Linked DNA regions of Mus musculus: region 1 is linked to region 2. A link is a contact called in public promoter capture Hi-C data. All regions are on one chromosome and are shown on one strand. The core of a region is the stretch at or near the end of the contact, and the rest is flanking DNA. Distances in the headings are between cores, read along the strand shown. Region 1 holds the start of Zfp692 (zinc finger protein 692). Region 2 holds the start of Irgm2 (immunity-related GTPase family M member 2).

What was found. Capture Hi-C pulls out chosen DNA fragments and counts their contacts.
Region 1: a promoter capture Hi-C map of liver shows a contact between it and region 2. The contact joins the promoter of Zfp692 here to the promoter of Irgm2 in region 2. A contact is called at or near these places in 7 of 39 promoter capture datasets (3T3-L1-derived adipocytes, embryonic stem cells, liver and 4 more), 13 of 484 Hi-C or Micro-C datasets (B cells, CD4 T cells, CD8 T cells and 8 more), 6 of 115 datasets of contacts at active chromatin or transcription factors (CD8 T cells, bone marrow-derived macrophages, embryonic stem cells and 1 more) and 3 of 9 other capture datasets (adipose tissue, liver and pancreatic islet).

What each region holds. Positions count from the first base shown.
Region 1 is chr11:58,305,724-58,308,962 of GRCm38.p6, forward strand. Zfp692 (zinc finger protein 692) reads left to right here and starts at 1,346. Exons shown (of 12, transcript NM_182996.3): 1 at 1,346-1,533; 2 at 1,789-2,038; 3 at 2,250-2,281; 4 at 3,072-3,239. The coding sequence starts at 1,863.
Region 2 is chr11:58,212,810-58,216,456 of GRCm38.p6, forward strand. It overlaps Irgm2 (immunity-related GTPase family M member 2), which reads left to right and starts at 2,168. Exons shown (of 2, transcript NM_019440.3): 1 at 2,168-2,361.

The DNA.
Region 1 (3,239 bases), core at 96-2,595, 92 kb after region 2:
TCATACTGCATGCTGAAACATAGTTTCACCAAACATCCGTGTTCTAACTACTAGAATATGTGAAAGTTGCTTTTTTTTTGTAGCCAACACTTTGCAGTTATAACTGTTTGAGGTGTTGAAATGGGAGGTCCTCTGGATTACCCAAGTGGACTGTGTTTGAAAGAAGAGGAAGGGTTGCACTAGAGCAAGGCTGTGTGGAGTCAGAAGCTTATGTGATATGGCCAGAAGTCCCAGAACGCTGGTCACCACTGGAAGATAAAAAAGGCAAGGAGAAAACTCTCTTAGAGCTCTTGCTTGACCTGTAGCCCTGTTCAGCACTTTGGTGCAGACCTCCAAAACTGTAAGCGAGTAAATTTCTGCTGTTTTGAGTTGTCAAGTTTGTAGTGATTTGCTACAGAAAACAGTCAGTAGTGCAAGTGACTTGGAGTGAGGTTTGAGCCCTAAGGCTGTTCATTGTGGACTCCCTTGTGCCAGGCACTTGTAAATTCTTTATAAACATGAAGTATATTAAGCCATTTAACCATGGAGAGTCAACTGGGCAGTCAAAGGAGTCTGGAATCCCAAAAGGGTAGCCAGAAACATCAATCAATGGGTGATCTAATTACATCACCCCCCCCCCCCCAAGAGCATACCTAAAAGAGAGGCTTGCCAGGGACCTGAGCCTAGTCCATTCCATCTTTTGGTAACAGAAGGATCTAAGAGAGAAGAGGATCCAGCCAAGCGGGAGAAAACCAGGAGCAGACAAAGTCTAGTCTGACAGTGAAGTTGAGAAGAAAGTGAGATGAATGTGTGGCAAGAGGAGAGAGCTAAACTCTTCTCCATTCTGGGGCAGAGAGGCAACAGAATTGGTCACTTCATTTAGCAACATAGAGAGGTGCAGGCCTTTAATCTCAGTACTTCAAAAGTGGAGGCAGGAGTCAAGGCTATCTTGGCTACATGGTGAGTTTGGACACCAGCCTGAATTACATGAGACCTTGTTTCAAGCAAAACAGAAAATAAAAAACTTGTGCCGTTGACAAGTGCCGTTGCAGTCTCTTGATAGAAATAACTCCATCAGAGCCATTTGTAGACGATGTGAAATCAGAGTCTGTACAAAGTGTAGGCAACTTCTCGTGTGGATGGTGGCAGGTTATAGGTTGCAGCTGGAGGGTGGTCTCGCGGTTCAGAAAGGACTCTAGTTGGCTTCAGCTGGCGGATGCTGCAGCTCGCGTTTGCTTGGTGGCAACTGATAGGCAGAGATGCTAATAGAAGGAGCAATGACGACAGAATCCCAGACAGTCGTTCAGGACTAAGGCTAACTACAATTCCCGGCAGGCTTTGCACGGGGCTCCCGGGGCGCAGGCGCAGACAGCTGTCTTCCCGCTGCAAGTCCAGGCCGTAGCCTCCTGACGCCGAGGGGGGACGGTTTCTTCTTAAAAGAGAAACAGCGGCGGCGCGCGCGGTGGGCCCCGGTCCTTCTGTGGCTTTCGGAGTGAGCACGCGGGTCCGGGGAGCGCAGGCGCAGTTTGGGCAAAGGCGGGTTGGGGCGTGCAGGTAAGACCCCACGAGGGTTGGCCCGGTGTCCTAGCATTGCTGGGTGGGCTTCCCCTGCATGGGAGGCAGGGAGAAGGCCAAGGCGCGGCTGCACGCAGACCTGGCCGCCTCCAGACAAGGAGAGCAAGTTTCCAGTCTTTTCCCCCTGCCTGCGACCCCCGTGTTCCAAGTGTCCTCCCTGGCTCTAAGAAGGGGTGGCTGGATCCGAGAGGCGCGAGCGCTGCGGAGGCACTATGGTCTCCCCATTCATTGCAGACGGAGCGAGGGGCTGTGTCTGTCCCGAAAGCCCCGACGACGACAGCACGTTCCTCCCGTAGGCCCGCACGTCTATGGCCTCTCCGGTGGCAGACGCATCCCGCCGCCGGCGGGAGAAGCGCAGGCAGCTGGACGCGCGCCGCAGCAAGTGCCGCATCCGCCTGGGCGGCCACATGGAACAGTGGTGCCTCCTCAAGGAGCGGCTGGGCTTCTCCCTGCACTCGCAGCTCGCCAAGTTCCTGTTGGACCGGTTAGGGGCCGGGAGGGACCAAGGAGGGCACCGAGACACAGCCCCAAGCCGGTTCCTACAGCCTTGGGTTTCTCGTTTGGGCAGGGTGGGCCTGCTCCTCCCCTCCTAGCCCCAGCGAATGGGAGGTCTGTAGGGTTGGCCCTGTAAGTGTGTGAGTGCGGAGACTTGAGGGTGGTTGGCTCTGAGCTGACACCAAGCTCCTCTCTGGCAGGTACACTTCTTCAGGCTGTGTCCTCTGTGCAGGTAGGTAAAAGACGTTAACAGGTAGTGGCGCCTCCTAGAGACTGAATGTCTCAAGAGAAATGGATCAGAAGCTCCTACTGGGTTCGGGAAGAGGACAAGCCCAAAATAAGCCTGCTGCCATGCCTGTGGGAAAGGAGCTTTGCCTTGGGACCTTTGGGTGTGTTTGTCCCGGCTCTAAACCAAACCAAAACAACAAACAACTGTGCATCTAGGTTGAAAACAAAAACAAGATCCCTTCAAACTCTTCAGGGGCTGAAGCAATGGCTGGGTGGTGTGCTGCTCTTGCAGAGGAACCCAAATTCCTTTCCTTCCTAGTGCTCATGGCAGGAGGCTCACTGTGTGGAACTCTAGCTGCAGGGAGATCCAACATCCCTGGCCTCCAGGAGCACCTGCACTCATGTGCACACACCCACAGATATACAAAGCTAATGACAAATAAAATATTTTTAAAAGAATGCTTAAAAAAAGAAAAAACCCAATGTCTGGGCATGGAGAGATGGCTCAGCAGTTAAGAACGTTGACTGTTCTTCCAGAGGTCCTGAGTTCAGTTTCCAGCAACCACATGGTGGCTCACAACCATCTGTAATGGGATCTGATGCTCTCTTCTGGTGTGTCTGAAGATAGCTACAGTGTACTTACATACATAAAATAAATAAATCTTTAAAAAAGATTAGAAAAAAACAAATAAACCGATGTCGTATATGTCCTGAGGTTGCCAGTGGGTTTAGAGGGTTAGGATGGCCTGAGTGGTTTTCTTGGTCCTTGCATGACTGCTTCATCTTACCTCCAGCTCCAGAGCCTGGGCCTCGGAAGGGTCTGCAGTACCTGGTGCTCCTGTCTCACACACACAGCCGGGAATGCGGCCTAGTGCCCGGGCTCCGGGGGCCTGGAGGTGGTGAAGGAGAGCTTGTATGGGAGTGCTCTGCGGGCCACACGTTCTCCTGGGAACCCTCTTTGA
Region 2 (3,647 bases), core at 918-3,417:
AGTAGTGTGTGTGTGTGTGTGTGTGTGTGTGTGTGTGTGTGTGTGTACTCGTATCCCAGCCCTAATAATAACACACATCAGATGCAAAAATTAGTAACATTCACTGTGAAGCATCCCCAAGTGCATGGTCACACCCATCTGCTGCTCCCAGAATGGACTGAGGATGTGAGATCTGTGGAGCTGTTACAGAGCTCTTAGGGCGCTCACAGGCAGTAGTAACCACTGCCGTCTCCAGCCTCTGCGTTTAATATATTCTGCTGACTCGGTTGACCTACTCTGGGCCCAAGACACGTGCATAGAGGTCAACTACTTGGGTAGGTGTGAGGCAGGAGCTGCTGACCTGCATAATAAGCATGGGGGAGGATCCCAGACCCTCCGTGCTGGGCTGGGTGCTCCAGAGCCTGTGCTGTCCTGGAAAGGGGAAACCAGGTGTCCTGGCTGGTTTTGTGTGCCAACTTGACACAAGCTGGAATTATCACAGAGAAATGAGCCCCCCTTGAGGGATGCCTCCATGAGATCCAGCTGTAAGGCATTTTCTCAATTAGTGATCAAGGGGGAAAGGCCCCTTGTGGGTGGTGCTATCCCTGGGCTGGTGGTCCTGGGTTCTATAAGAAAGCAAGTTGAGCAAGCCAGGGGAAGCAAGCCAGTAAGTAACATCCCTCCATGGCCCCTGCATCATCTCCTGCTTCATGCCCTGCTTGAGTTCCAGTCCTGACATCCTTTGGTGATGAACAGCAATGTGGAAGTGTAAGCTAAAAAAACCCTTTCCTCCCCAACTTGCTTCTTGGTCATGATGTCTGTGCAGGAATAGAAACCCTGACTAAAAAAAACAGCAGGCATCAAGCAGGTAACAGCACCTTGGGACAGTGCAGCTGTCTTGTAGAGACCAACCCAGGCTGAGGACTGGAGGGGAGGAGGATGTTGTGTGGCCCTGGGAAGCACTTCTCCACCTGTTGGAACATCAAGGCAGGAGTTTGGAGGAGCTCAGAGCAGCCCAGACACTGAAGAGTGAGGGAAGAGGAAGTCAGGGACCGATAGAAGGTAGGCTTGCCACACATGGTCCACAGGATATCCTCGGGATCTGACATTGATGGGTTCTTTAATGAGCCTTGCCCTGAAACCCCCAGACCTGTTCTGACTGTGGTGTGAAATACGGACACCAGCTTAATAGTTACAGGCCTCTACTCCCAAGGTCATCAATAACACAGGGCAAGCCAGGTACTGTGTCTCCTGAACTCTGAGGAATCACGAGTGAGAAGAGACCACACTGGAGATAGGGTAAGATGACAGGGTAGATTAGAAGGGCTCCCTGGTAGGAGGGATCGAGAGAACTAGTGAACAAGGGGAGCAGCTACAAGGAGCAGCCTTGTGAAGGGTCTGCTGCTCTTGAGAGGTCCACTAAGAACCCTGGGAAAGAAACATTTCAGTTCCCCGGGGAAGCACACTGGGATCCTCAGAGGAAGCCACTGACAATAAGCCTAGATCAGTGCCGACCCTGACTCAGTCTGGAGCTGAGTTAGATCTTGGGACACATGGCTGGAGAAGATACCAAGACCAGAGCTGAGCTCCTGTCTGAACTTCTTCAAGGTCTCACCAAATATAATGAAACTAACCTAGTAACCAATAAAAATTGTACTAATGTCACTGCTTTGCCCCTTACTGATCATAGTAGAGGTTACCTAACGCTTCTGAAAATTTCCCCTGCGTTAAAGCCCCTCAGGCTGCCGCCATTTTGATGAATGGTTGACCTCAGAATGCTGGTAATTTCTGCAGAATACACTGACTTTTCTTTTATATACTATTTGAGTCGGGGGTCTTCCTTCGGCGATCCTCAAACCCTATCACTCCCATAGTTCTGGAACGCACTGGATCTGAAGATGAGCGTCTCCCAGGGTTAGGTGCTATCATCTGAGCACTAGGGGCTCCGGGAAGGGAGGTAGCAGGGTCAGTCCAGGCAGCTCTGACCGAAGTCTGAATGGCAGGCTTCACGGGCAGACTTCTGACCTCCCCAACTGGCCAGCGGCCGACAGAGTTCCTCCCCCCTCTGAAGAAGAACTTGGCCTCTGAGTGCTAACTCCCGAAAACTAGCCATTTCCAGGAACTGAAACTGAAAGCTGTTCGGGCACCAGGCCCCGCCCCTTGGGGAGGAGGCAGGCAGGGCTCACGCCTAGAAGTTGGGGACTTACATCTGGGCCAACATAGATAGAGCAGGGTCTGAGAGGAAACCTAGGAGCTCAGGCTGCCCTTCAGCTGCTCCTGCCTCTTCTAATCGCTCTTCCCCACAGGACCCTGCCCCACCACACTTCTCTCTCTCCTGACCGTCCTGAGCCTGGATTGCAGTTTTGTAAGGCTTCTGAGCAGGTAGGTGAGGGGCTCCTGCTTGGCCTATAAACCTGCTCAGGGCAGGGGAGTCTGGGGTCAGGTGTTCCTCTGGGGCACCCTGTGCAGGAGGCACCCTCCTGCACTGTCTTCAGGATCGGAGTGCCTGGTGTCTGGCTGAATCAAGTCCTTCCAATTCACCAGAGAGAAGCAGTGTGCTTCTTTTTTTACCTGGGTATCCCTGGGTTTGTGGGTCTTCTGAGGGGGCCTAGTTAAGAGAAAACAGGTGGGATTTTACTCAGTCTCTCAGTTATTGGCCAGAGTCCAGGATCAGAACCTCTCCCGGGTATCTGGATGTCCCGGGACTATGTAAACACAGTGCTCTTTATTCGGAGCAGATAGAGACTGGAACTTGAAAGATGGAGTTTCTAAGGAAACTTTTTGTATAGTTCTCAGCTCAATTATTTTAAAAGATATTTATTTAGTGTGTGTGTCTGTGTGTCTGTGGCAATCAGAGGACAACTTGCAGACCTGATTCTCTCCTTCCACAATCGAACTCACATCATCAGGTTTGGTGGCAAGTGTGTTTACTTGGTAAGCCGTCTCACGGGCCCTTTTAAAACAAACAAACCAAACCAACCAACCAACCAACCAACCAACCAAAACCAAAATCTAAAAACCAAAAACACCAAAAAATAAAGAAATTAAAATAAAATTAAATTTAAAAAATTAAAACCAAGACAAAACCAGTTCAAATATTTCATCCGCTTTAGAAAATCTGGCACACCACAGGCACCCACCCAGCTCAGTCCTTCATAGATAATTACGGTGGGGGCGGGGGGACGCTTTAAACACCACCTACCAAAAGCATGCTGGGTCCAAGGCTGTTCCCACTGACCATGGGGTGGATCACCACCCTTTCCTGGAATCAGTAGCACCCGGAAATTCCCTGTGTCCCCACAATGGTGAAGTGATAAAGAACAAGGTAGGATTGAGGGTCCAATAGGGTCTGTGTTCACAAAAGTTTTTGACAGCTCAGATCCACAGCTAGTTTAGGCTGTTCCCCACATCTCTGGAAGCCCCTCTCATGGAGCCTCAGAGTTGCTGGATGAGGGAAGAACTGTGTGGAGTACTTGATAGGCAATCTCTTCCTAAGTGTGAGTTTTCAATGTTTGCATAGTTGAGCTCGGTGAGGTGGCTCACACTTGTAAAGCATTGGACGTAGGAATTGGGGGCAGAAGATTCAGTTTAAGTTTCCATGGCGAGTCTTAGACTAGCATGGGCTAATTTTACTCACATATTAGACTCCGATTTACATTTTAAAATGC